2 separate regions of the Astyanax mexicanus genome follow, and region 1 is linked to region 2. The links are chromatin contacts, called in public Hi-C maps. All regions are on one chromosome and are shown on one strand. The core of a region is the stretch at or near the end of the contact, and the rest is flanking DNA. Distances in the headings are between cores, read along the strand shown.

The links. A called contact is a pair of places that touch in the nucleus more often than the background predicts.
Region 1: a contact with region 2 is called in a Hi-C map of muscle, with 17 times the contacts expected there. The contact joins two enhancer-like sites. A contact is called at or near these places in 2 of 3 Hi-C or Micro-C datasets (both in muscle).

What each region holds. Positions count from the first base shown.
Region 1 is chr11:32,160,051-32,166,322 of AstMex3_surface, reverse strand. No RefSeq gene overlaps it. Among protein-coding and RNA genes, the nearest start is that of hnrnpa3, 19 kb to the left of the region's middle. Within about 2 kb of position 2,217, the one cell type or tissue checked has an H3K27ac peak away from gene starts, as active enhancers do.
Region 2 is chr11:32,071,635-32,077,785 of AstMex3_surface, reverse strand. No RefSeq gene overlaps it. Among protein-coding and RNA genes, the nearest start is that of hnrnpa3, 110 kb to the left of the region's middle. Within about 2 kb of position 4,450, the one cell type or tissue checked has an H3K27ac peak away from gene starts, as active enhancers do.

The DNA.
Region 1 (6,272 bases), core at 968-3,467, 91 kb before region 2:
ATTGCATGTCAGCCCACGGGAACAGACAGATCCCTGGCCAGACACCAGACCGCCTGCCAGGCTCTGGACGGCCTACACTCTCCCTGTCTTCTCTCTCAGTGTTCCCATTTACTCAACATGCAAAACGGGCCTTTTGGATTGCCATGTCTGAGAAACCTATTACTGCATTTACATGCCAGCGCGCCAGCTACTGTAAGCGATTTTCCTCCCATGCCGACTCTAAATGAATCACCTGGCCCATTATTGTGAGCTTTTATGAGCGTTCGAGCTGTCTGAAAGAGAACATCACATAAGCAAATTCAATAAACTCCAACAGCTTTAAGCTAAACGCATGGAAAAGCACATTGCTGCACTATTATTCCTCTACTGTCAGCACCTAATATCCTTCATCAGAAAATAAAGTGCTTTTATTGTTGTTATATGCACAGACATTGCAGCACTAGACACACAAGACTTTCCTGCTACGCAAAGGAGAATAAAATTGCTTATTTCTTAAATTAAGATGGAATTACACTATATGTCCAAATACTTGTGGATGCCCCCTTTTAACAATTGCATTTAGTCACAAATAATCTATTGACACCTTGCTCATTCCCAGGCACAGGCTAGAAGAGTGTTTAGAAACCCAGTATTGAGCTGTGAAGAAGTGGAACTGGGTGTTATCTGGAATGATGGCGTTCTATCCAGTCATTTTGGGTTGAGTTGAGTCATTTTGGGTGGTGTTCATTCAACATCCAGACCTCATTAATGCGTTTGTCACTAAATGCAAAGATCCCCACAGCAGATTTTTTTTTTACAGCATTTATCTGACACTCTTATTCAGAGCGACTTACACAGTTATTCCTGTTACAAAGGTGGGCCAATGTAGTGTTAGGAGTCTTTCCCAAGGACTCTTGTAGCACAGTATAGTCACCCAGACCACATGGTAGCTTACTGGCAGGCAGTGGTGTTATCTACTGTACCACACCAACCACCATTAGAGGAAGAGTTACTCCAAATACACTCCTTTTAATATCTTAACCCACCACAAAATCTGCTGCCCACAAGAAAATTGAATTGACCATTTAAAATCAAAACAAATAAGACCCAACACCTAAAATAGCCCATCAAATTGATTGATATTAATTAAATTGCTGTAACAGACCCTGTTTAAACTATTTATCCATGACTGCACTACATCCGACCAATCAATGCGCTTAACCTAGTTTTATTTATTTTGCAGATAATTAATATAATATCTTGACTTTGCAAAACAGAAAATAAGAAATGAACCTCACAGGACCACTATGGCCCATAGGTTAAAAACCACTGCCCTAACTGGTTGTATGTTTATGCCAATTATTTTATGACCTTATCATTTGTAATAATAAAAAAATCATAGTGATGTTAAAGAAAGGGTATCTGCTCTAACATTGCTGCTCTGGGGTCAGCACTCTGCACCTTTTTTTGGTGTTTTTTGGTGTCACATAGTGGTTAAACTTCCTGACTGTAGGTGGAGCCCAGGAGCAAGTACCCTGTCTTCTGCACAGTTTTAGGGAATTGTTTTTTATTTATTATTATTTTTTTTTGTACTGACAAAATTTATAAATTAAAAATCATACACAAGGTATGGCTTAAACAAACACTTTTGTTTTTTAAGGGAGGGAAAGAGACTTCAGAGTGTCCATAAAGTCCATAAAGCAGTGATGATGAAACCAGGGTGGCATGTGGAAAATGTTATTGCAGTATTGATGTGTGTGTGAAGGGAGGCATCGATACGATGCTATAATAAAACATTATTTACTGCAGGTCTGCGGGGAGCTACAGTAGTGTTGCACCTTCTGCCAATCGACTGACTGCCCCACACATGCACACACACACAGACGAACAAACACACACAAGCAGACACTCTTTTTCCCTTCGCTCTCTCCCTGCTTCACTACTTTCAAATGTAATTACCTTCCTGGCTATTCATTTAGGAATTCATTGTCTAGTAAAATCATCCTCTTTTTTAAAAAACGAGCGGGGTCATATGTGCTAAACTCCAAAGGCTTGATTAATGCGTCCAGCAAGGGTATTAGGGTTTGTGCTTGTGTGCTGCATTTTGGGGCGGTGCAAGAAAGCTGGGCCTTAAGCGTGTGTGTGAGGTCTTTTCATTGCTTTAGCCTCCACCTGGGCCATCCTGGCCTGCACCAGCCCAGCCAGCCAGCCCAGCCAGCCAGTCTCTGGCTCCCATAACACCCTTACACTTACACCTACACACACACACAACAAACGAGCAGGAAAGTGCTGCTGTGACAGTTTTTTTGGGGACGGCGTGTCGCGGAGCTGCTGGCGCGGCGTGCTGATGAAGTCGTGAAGAGAGGAGAGAGCGGAGCAGGGCAGGTGTTTCCTGCCTCTCCTGGGAGAGTGGGACTACACCTGCCGGCCGCGGCCAGAGAGCGTGATGGATGGATGGGAGAGGAACTGACTCAGCCATTTTGCCGCTCTACCTGGGCCTGTGCCGCACCGGACCAGATTGAAACACACTGTCATCACACAAACAATAACAAGCATTCATCTTTTAGCAGGCCACGGAGAAGGCTGCAGCTCGAGGGCCCCCTCTGTGCTGGAGCTGTGCTGAGAGCGAGGGCAGCTTTAAGGCCTTAAGCGAGCTTCACTTTAGCAAGCAGCCAACTCTCACTGGCCCAGTGCAACTGCCACACAGCACATACAGATAGCCATAGAGTCAAATCGCTTTTTCAGCAAAGCATCTTTATGAGAGCAAAGCCACCTGGCCTCATTCAGCCTATAAAAGGCTGCACTTTAGAGTGGCGCTGAAGCAGGAAAAACACGTCACAGTTCAGGCTTTTATGACATCACTGAGAGTGGGATGTAAAGAATGTTTAAATGGCCTTAAGCTACAGAGATTCTCATTAAAGCCAAATGAGAATTATTTCATGAATGGGATGATACAGCAATGCTTTCACCCAAAATTAAAGATAATACACAACAGACATAAACCATACACTGACCACCAAAAACCTAATGGTCAGAGCCCAAACAATAAAAGAAAAGCCATGGCCCACAAATCATAATTTACATTTAAATTTGCTACTAATTTTTTCTACCCAATATCATTCAGTAAGTGGTACATACATACACTATACACTATATGTCTGAATGTTGGTTGACAGATAAACATGAACCCATTGGCATTATGCCCAATGCCACACCCGACAACCTCAATAGAGCTCAATAGAAGCTAAGTGGCATCAAAACTCTTGTTAACATCATTGATTTCTGAAGAATGAGCAGGCATCCCAATACTTTTAGTCCATATCAAGAATGTTTTTCATATCTTTGTAAATCTTGTTTTTAGTTTATTTTAGCTGTATTTAAGAATATAATACAAAAATGTGTGTACAATCAATCAAAATGCAAAAAAAAAACAAAAAACGGTCAAGTCATTTTTGAAGCATTTCTATTGGTGCAGTGTAATCTATGTGGCTACAGTGTAAAAAAAAAAGTAAAAAAAAAAGTGGAAAACCGCAAAAAATAAGATACAAAATATCTGCATGACAGACACAATATGGTGCAACAGTAAAAATCTAAACAATGGTGCTTAACATCTTCATTATTTTAAAGTTTATGCAAGTAAAATAAGAAAAATGGCTTAATTTGTTGAACGCTGTAGTTCATAACTCATTCAACAGAGGGCACCTTTTTCATAAGGGTGGCACAAGCCAGTCTAAAAGGCCTAAATCCTTCCCAACTGTAAAGGGGAGGGTGGAGGTAGGGGGAGCTTATTCTGAGGGTGGGCGGAGTATAAAACAGAGTATCTCCATTATTTTCATAGAGCCTGTGCGTTCCATATGAAATTAAGCAACTATTTTTCACTCATGAAAGCCTTATTATACTGCAGAAGTCTACAATGAATACTGAGGCTACAATCACAGACACGAGGTAATACAAACCGAACCGAGCAGGCCCATAGAACGCCAGCGCCTGACAGTTATAGATGGACTCCAATATAATACTCAAAAACCTCTGAGGCTTATTCAAAATTGAAAGCATAATCTTATCTAAAAGTAGCACGCTTTCAACGTGTGATAAAAGCTGCTTTGTTTCGCTGTTGCCTCTGCTCCGTGCGGCCATAAATCTCAGCCCGGAATAATTGTTTACAGTTGAAATTAATGTAACACGCATTCCTCAGCAGCTAATAAATTAGAGCCTCTCTCATTAGCATCTGAATTGATTCACCCTTAATTCACAACACATACAGCAACACACACAACACATGTGGCTGGAAGCTGCACAACTTTTCTTTTTCTGTTTTTCCTTTTTGGGTTTTAAATCCTCATAATCCTCACAGACAGAAAGAGAGAGGAAAACCTGGAGAAAAAAAAGCGAGACGTATTTAAAGAAAAGCAATGAATATAAAACCGGGGAATCTCATTGCTATGCAAATGCTGTGTTGTTGTGGCAATAAAAACAAATGGGCAACTTTCTCATTTATTATCCTCATTGTTCTACTTTTTTGGCACGGCTTTGTTTGCCTGCACCTATTTTCAAGCTCATTCTGTAGCTTCTGTATAATAGGCTGTGCTGCTAATGCACACTGTGTAACTGCTGGGTATAACTGGGTGCAGAGGTGGTCTGTTCCAGCAGTGTCAGGCTGAGTGAGGCTGAGAGAGTCCAGACGGGCTGGACAGCATCAGCAGTGATGACCCCTGCTTTATAGTGGCTGATGTAAAAGCTCAGAGAAGATCAGATCAAAGGATGTGTAATTAGAGAGTGTATTAAACTGCGATAGTGACTGCAACTTTATTGTGCATTATTGTGATACAGGTGCTGGTTGCTAAGGTGTTGCTAGGTGGTTGATTAGGCAAAGGTGTTGCTATAGTATAGGTGCCGGTTGTTAAGTTATTGCTACTAGATGGTATGGAAGGTGTTGGAAGGTGGTTGCTAATAGTGTTGATTGAGTAAGGTACAGACAGTTGTTGATTGCTAAGTGGTTGCTAAGGTGTTGCTATATGTTAGCAGTTGTTTGCTAAGGTGTTTCTGGTTGCTAGCTATGATAATTGGATGTTGCTAGTGTGCTGCTATGGTATAGCTGTTGGTTGCTAAAGTGGTTGCTATGTTTTTGCTAAATTGTTGCTAGGTAGTTAAAGTAAGGTAAAGTGTTGCCAGGGTATTGCTTTTGCTATTGGTGGTAGCTTATATGATGTTCCTATGTGGTTGTAAATGTGTTGTTATGGTACAGTTGATGATTGTTACATGCTTGCAAATGTGTTGCTATGTTTTAGCAGTTGGTTGGTAAGGGGCTGCAATACTTTAGTAGTTGGTAGTTAAGTTATTTCTGGGTTTTTACTAGAGTGTTGCTATAGTAGTTGCTAGGATATTTTAGCAGTTTGTTGCTAAGGTGTTTTGCTGGGTGCATTCTATCGTAATTGGATGTTGCAAGGGTGCTGCTATGGTATAGCTGTTGGTTGCTAAGGTGCTGCTAAGTGGTTGCTCGAGTGTTGCCATAGTAGTTTCTAAGTGGTTGGTAAAGTGTTGCCAGGGTATTGCTACGTAATTGCTAAGGAGTTGCTATGGTATTGGTGTTAGCTTCCATGGTGTTCTTAGATGGTTGTAAATGTGTTGTTGATTGTTATGTGCTTGCAAAGGTGTTGCTATACTTTAGCAGTTGGTTGCTAAGGTGTTTCTGGTTGCATTCTATCGTAATTGGATGTTGCTAGGGTGCTGCTATGTTATAGCTATTGATTGCTAAGGTGTTGCTATAGTAGTTGCTAGGCGGTTGGTAAAATGTTGACAGGGTATTACTACTTGATTTCCAAGCAGTTGATATGGTATTGCTGTTAACTTTTATGGTGTTCCTCTGTGGGTGTAAATGTGTTGTTGTGGTACAGTTGTTGATTGCTAAGTGATTGCTAAGGTGTTGCTATACTTCAGCAGTTGGTTGCTAAGGTGTTGCTAAGTGGTTGCTATAGTAGTTGCTATAGGTGGTTGGTAAAGTGTTGCCAGGGTATTGCTACCTAATTGCTAAGGAGTTGCTATGGGATTGGTGGTGGCTTCTATGGTGTTCCTAGGTGTTCCTAAGTGATTGAAAACATGGTGCTTTATTTTAGCAGTTGATTGGTAGGTTAGAAGGTGTTGCTAGGTGATTGTTATTGTAATGGCCTGAATGCTAAGGTGTTGCTACATAGTTGCTAGGGCCTTATAGTGGTTTATAGTGGTTTTGCTAAGTAGTTGGTAGAAGTGTTGCCAGGTATTGCTATTTTCTAAATGTTTTAGTCCATAATTGGCTA
Region 2 (6,151 bases), core at 3,201-5,700:
CCCCAAACACACACTCCCACAAGCACAGGGGTCAGTAGTAGAAAAACACACTAAAGAAACTAAGGACAACGCATTGTTAGTTTGGAACAAGTAACATATGTTCATCCATTTATACCTCTTTTTACACTGTTTAACCCCTTAAAATACCCTGTCCTGTATACTGGCTACAGGTTACTTGGAGAAGCTTCCTGTTTACTCTTTACTCCACTGAATAATTCTAGAATTTAATAATCAAACCCTAATTCTGCATGTTTGAAAATAAATGTAAAAACTAGACAAACATGAAACTAAAGGTTTGGAGGACATGAACTGTTTGATTTTTATTCAGAAATATATTGATTTTAAAATAAAGTTCAGGAAGGAGCGAATTTTATGATTTTGTTTATTATATTTATTTATATATATTTTCTATTACAATTGCAGTTATTCTTTTCTGTAATGTTCCTTATCAAACATAAAAGCTTTTTATGTAATGCTTGAATTGAAATCCGCAATTTAGATTTAGGGATGTAATGTCAGGCAGATAACTGACAAAAATCCAGGCCTGTTAAAGGGCTAAACATTTAATGATGAATAGATCATTAGAAAATGATCCTAACATGACCTTAAACAATTGAATCTCATTAACATATAAACAATTAACAATAAAAAATTGCATGTTAATTTTTCCTGTAAATATACACGTCAGAGATATCGGGATATCGGGTTACGTTAAATCGGTGATGAACGGTGTGTGTGTGCGTGTGTGTGTACTGGAAATCCTGCACTCCTGTATTTATTGGATGCAGCTGCCGGTCCCACAGAGAGGCTAATTTGTTGGAGTCAGGAGTGGAGGCTCTCTGCTTGTCTCTCAGCAGGCTGATGAAAAACATTAAAGCCTTCCACTAATGAAAAGAACACTCAGGATGTGCCTTATTATTCCATCACTCTCACCTAGAGAGCACTGTTCAGCATTGCTCTGAACACACACACACACATTCACATTTTCCGTTTTATTCATTTGCCTACTATTTTTCAACTGGAGGATCAAGAATGAGAGCGAAATTGATGGAGGCTGTATGTATGTGTGTGTGTGTGTGTTTGCAGAAAGATGAAGTGTTGGAGTTGTGGTTCTTTTATGAGCTCATGTAGAAAATCTGGTTCATATGAATCAGACTAAAGGATATAGACCCTACTCAGTTCCTCCCTGCACTTGGTATCACACTGAAATCAGTTCAGTTTTTAGTTTTTATAAGAGTCTGGGTATGATATGAGATTGTCTTCTAAATTACATTTTAAATCTAATTAATAATTAATAACTTATAAATGTTGAGTGTATTTTTGAATGTATTAAAATGATTAAAAAAAGATTATTTAACAACACTGAACAACAGTGTTCTGGACCTTAGTCCTGTTTATCTGTCTGTAGATAAGCAAATCTGGAGTAAAAATCACTGTGCTGATGGCAGTTTTCAGAGGTTCCAAATAATGTATTTATTTAGCATTTTAAATAGCTATTTGGCATACAAAATTGCAAGAATGACTTTGACTTTGACCATAATTTAACATACTAATTTACCTATTACTGAGACTTGTGGGGTTAAAAGCTCTGCGATGATTGTTCGTGGCACTGTAACTGTGAACTATCACAGTGTAATTATTCTTATAGTTATGTATAAGGTTAGTCCTAACGTGGATTCCTGTTTTTCTGCCTGGCTTTTGCTGTGTTTCGTGCAAATTTTGAGCTTCCCTACTGCACAAAGCATCACAAGTAGAGCCATGGTCATTTGGCTTGGTTCACAAAGCCTTGTACATTATATTTTATCTATTATATATTACCTTAACAAACAGGTCTGGACTCTGGAGGTGACGTGCTGCTCTCCAGTATCAACAACACCATATTGTTTGAGTTGATTCTAGATCATTTGCTTGTGAGGTTGGTTTATCTAAAGGTTGGTTTATCCTTGGTTGGTCTGTCGAAGGAAGAGAGGACATGATTTTGAGGTTCACAGTATGTTTGTTTTAATGTAGTAATGTTGTGATACATTTTGTGCATAATGAAAATGCCTGTAAGTATTATGATAAAATATTGTTGTCCTGGGGTGACTAGGTGTTTTCTTAGATTGTTGAAGCTCTGTGTTTAGGTTATATCCTGTTGTGCAGAGCTGTAGGAAACATTAACACAACTCTCAGTATGGTATGTTTACTGCATGAATGCCCGGAGTGGTTTAGTTCCAACTCCACTGGTTTTATCTCCTGTTTACAGCTTTATTCCACCACACACTCTGCACACAGAGTCATTTCAAACAAACACAAACAAGCAGGAAGTCTAATTGTCTAGAGGTTGGCTTTATCGTCCCAGCAGGACTGGATCTGAGTCCAGTTGAGCTGATTATGTCTGTGTGTGTGTGTGTGGGAGATGTTTCAGGAAGAAAGTCAGTCTTGTGGGTGTCTGGGGGGAAATGCTGCAGTCGACTGCTCCCCGCACTGTTATTTACAGAAGATGTAAATAAAGACTAAAACAATCCCTCTTGCTTTTTGATCTCTAACCAATGCTCTAATTGGCTTGAAATATCATGACATTAAAAAGTCATTTAGCGTTCTTTTTGTTATAGAATTACAAGGTCTTAACATGCACTGAACGGGTTTTGAGAGTACAGTGCAAAAGATGCATTGTTTACTGGATTCAAATATGCACAGGAATAATTATATTACAATAAAATTACATTGCAATAATTATTTTAAAGTAGAATAAAACACAAGTGAAAACGTATTTTTACACTGATTCAAATTGGAATATAAATGCTCAGCACTAGCACTTGAATAAAATAGAGACAGTTTACTTGTTTTCAAATTCAAATCTAAGACCAGACTAACCTAAACATTGATGATAATCGGAAGGGTTAAGCAGTGTGGAAAATGTAATTATAACACAACATATTCATGATACACAGTGTACAGTATATTATAATATACAGATAATACAGATATTTAAACTATTTAGTACAGAATTTTTTATTTATTTATTTATTTATTTATTTTTACAAATATTGCTGTGGGAGAGCTAACTCATTAATCATCCAATCCAAAAATATTTGCCTGTATTTTATATCAATCAAAATATAAATTATTATTTTTTTTTTTTATATCTAACCATAATGTTACAAATCAATGATTTCTACACATATAATCCAAGATGGACATAATCCTCAAAAACCTCTCTTTTTGACTGTTGTTTCTCCCTAAATTGATCTAATTTACATATATAATCAAACAAATTTGATAACAAAATCTCTCTCTCTATTATAATCCTTCTGACATAATTTGACATTTCAACACAATCCAAAACTGGATACACATACAGCTCTGGAAAAAAAATAAAAGACCACTTAAAAATTATGAGTTTCTTTGATTTTACCAAACTGAAATGTATCGTATGTAACTGTATCGTACGCAATAATTTCGCCAACATTTTTCAAATTGTGAACAATATTATACCCTGAAATATTGGAAAATCACCCATGCCTAATTATCACATCTCGGTACTACGTTTTTACTGTTTTAGCAAAAGAAAAATTCACACTGTACTAGAGACAGGTTATATCTGTCCAGTATAATTTATTTGACTTTAATTTTGAATATATAGAGATTTATGGAGTGCATTATTAGTATCATGACAATCTGGATCATTTACTTCTGTTATAAATCTGATAAAATTCTTGATTTTTTTTTAATATCTAAATTAGGGGCATGCCATACCATATCATATGCAATAGTAAAATTACATTTTCATTTAGTTGCAATTGGTTATTCTTGAACAAATTTTTTAATTCAGTGTTTTGTCATATCGCCAAGATATCGCGTATCGTTATCACGATACATAAAAAATATTGTGAGATCAGGAGTCTTAACAGAGATAGCTTGGAGAAGGCAAGTAAAGACATTTTGAATAATTAAAAAATATTTTTTTTTCTTTTATTTTTCATTTTAAATGGTATTCATTAAGGATAATGTATTTTTCTGTGTTGCAGATATTTGTAACTATATATTAGTCATGTTATTTTGTGTTGGTGAGGTACATAGCTAGGCCATGCCACCCAGTATTGCACGGCTCTTTTTATTACATTTTATTTTAAATCAAGAATATTCATTGCATTTTTTTTTTGCAGTGTCCGTTTTCTTTTGGTTATCTTCAAAAAATGTTGAGGCAAATCCTAAAATCGTGAATATTCCTGAAGCTCTTCTCATAACAGTGAGGGGGTCCTCCACATATGACACGTGTCATATTGTGAGTAAGCGTGAGGCCTGCTGAGTGCTGTCTCTGATTGTTCCAGGTCTGTGGCTGCCGTTCTGTCCACGGTGTTCAGATGCAGTAAAATGTGTCATGTTCACTGCTGCCGCTGTGTCCATCAAAGTGCCGTTGCGTGGGCATCGCGCCAGCCCCCCATCGCCTCTCCTCCGCCCCGGCCAAAGCACGCCAGCTCCTCTCTGAGAAACGGCTGCGATTTGCTCGGGAGAAATACACCTCTAACAGTCACTCCGTACATATATAACATCTCATTCTGCTCCAGACACCGCCGCTGCCGAGAGCTGACCACAGCCCTGCAGATTTATGGAGTGCATTTTGTTTAAATGTGTCGGAAATAGTCCAGCAGCCACTGAATTAGAGCGAACAGTCAACACCGTCCGCAGACGAGGCTCCAGATTATGTTCACATTTCCTCCGCGTGCTTTTTTTTCCAGTTAAATTGAAACAGTGGCTAATTATTGAGAAGAAATCCCATAAACAGAGCGGCTGTGATGTTCAGGGCAGGTTATGAGGGAAAAATATGAGCTAAAAAAACTTGCAGACAGCTTGATTTGTACAGAATAAAAACACTCCACATTTTTTTTAAACGCAGCAGTTAATGCACGATAAATTTAAAGCAATTTGTACACACTCCCTGTGGAGAGTCAGCAGCTATAATAATGATGTGTACAAGACGTTTGTTTCAGAGCACTATTCTCCCCTCCACCAGAGGGAGACTTCTGCTCCCAGCACGAGCTCTCAAACCCAGTTACCAGTACAGCACCAGTCTGAACAACAGGGGCTTCCTGTGCTGCACAGCCAGGCTGAGACTCCAGGGTCAGTTTAACATTCATCATTTTTTTTTTTTTTTTTTTTTACTGTTTCAGGCTAAATTTCAACATTGAAAATTGGGTATAAACCTTAATTATTTGTATGTTTTTTTCCCATTAACTTTGGTGAAGAAGAAATTGATCTGTTTTTCCAGTTAGTGCAATGTTTATCAGTTTAATTTTCTAAAAATCTGAGGCTAAATGCAAAAAATGTAGAATTGGATGTAAAAACATTTTATTTATTTTTTTTACATTTAGTGCAGTGTAGAAAAAATAAGTTTCCTCCCAATATTTGTAATATTTAGTTTTCCTTCTTTGCCTCTTACAATCAACATTTTCTTTATTTATTATTTTTTTAATTTCTTTATATTGTAACAAAAGTTAGTTGCATTATACCATCAGATTTGTGTTACAAGATACCAAAATAGAAAATTTACTTTTTTTCACAATTTTCTTGAAATTCTGTTTAAAACAAAGGCTAAAAATAATTGAACTATTGAAAAAAAATGAAAATTGAAAAGAAATGTACATTTTACACCCAATTTTCGCATTTTGAATTTAGCTTAAGAAAATGGAACTGCTAAATGTTACTCTTAGCCTCCAGCTCCAGCTTTACAACTAATACAGCTGAGATAGGTTTATGTTCTTTTTTGTCATTTAAACTATTATATATGTTATTACCTGAATGACATCAACTTAATGTTCAATTATACTGTAAATGTTTAACAAAAAGTGCACTTTTAGTTAGTACAGAGTACAGAGATATAAATAGTGCTTTAAATAGTTCTTTAAGTTTGTGTTTTAAGTAAAATAATTTGTCTGGTAATTGTGTTCCTTATATACAAGCTATAAGTAAACCCATAGTATAATGAATTAATAAATAAGGTTTGTTATAGTAACAAAAGTGTTACGTTATTGTTACAACTCAAGGAATCTATTTCAGGTACTGTTTGAAGTACTTTTTCTTTTTCCCTTTTGACTGAATCCCTTACATTTCTTTATAACATCAATTATTAATTACTAGGGATGCACGGAATGGCAGTAAAAAGCAATTT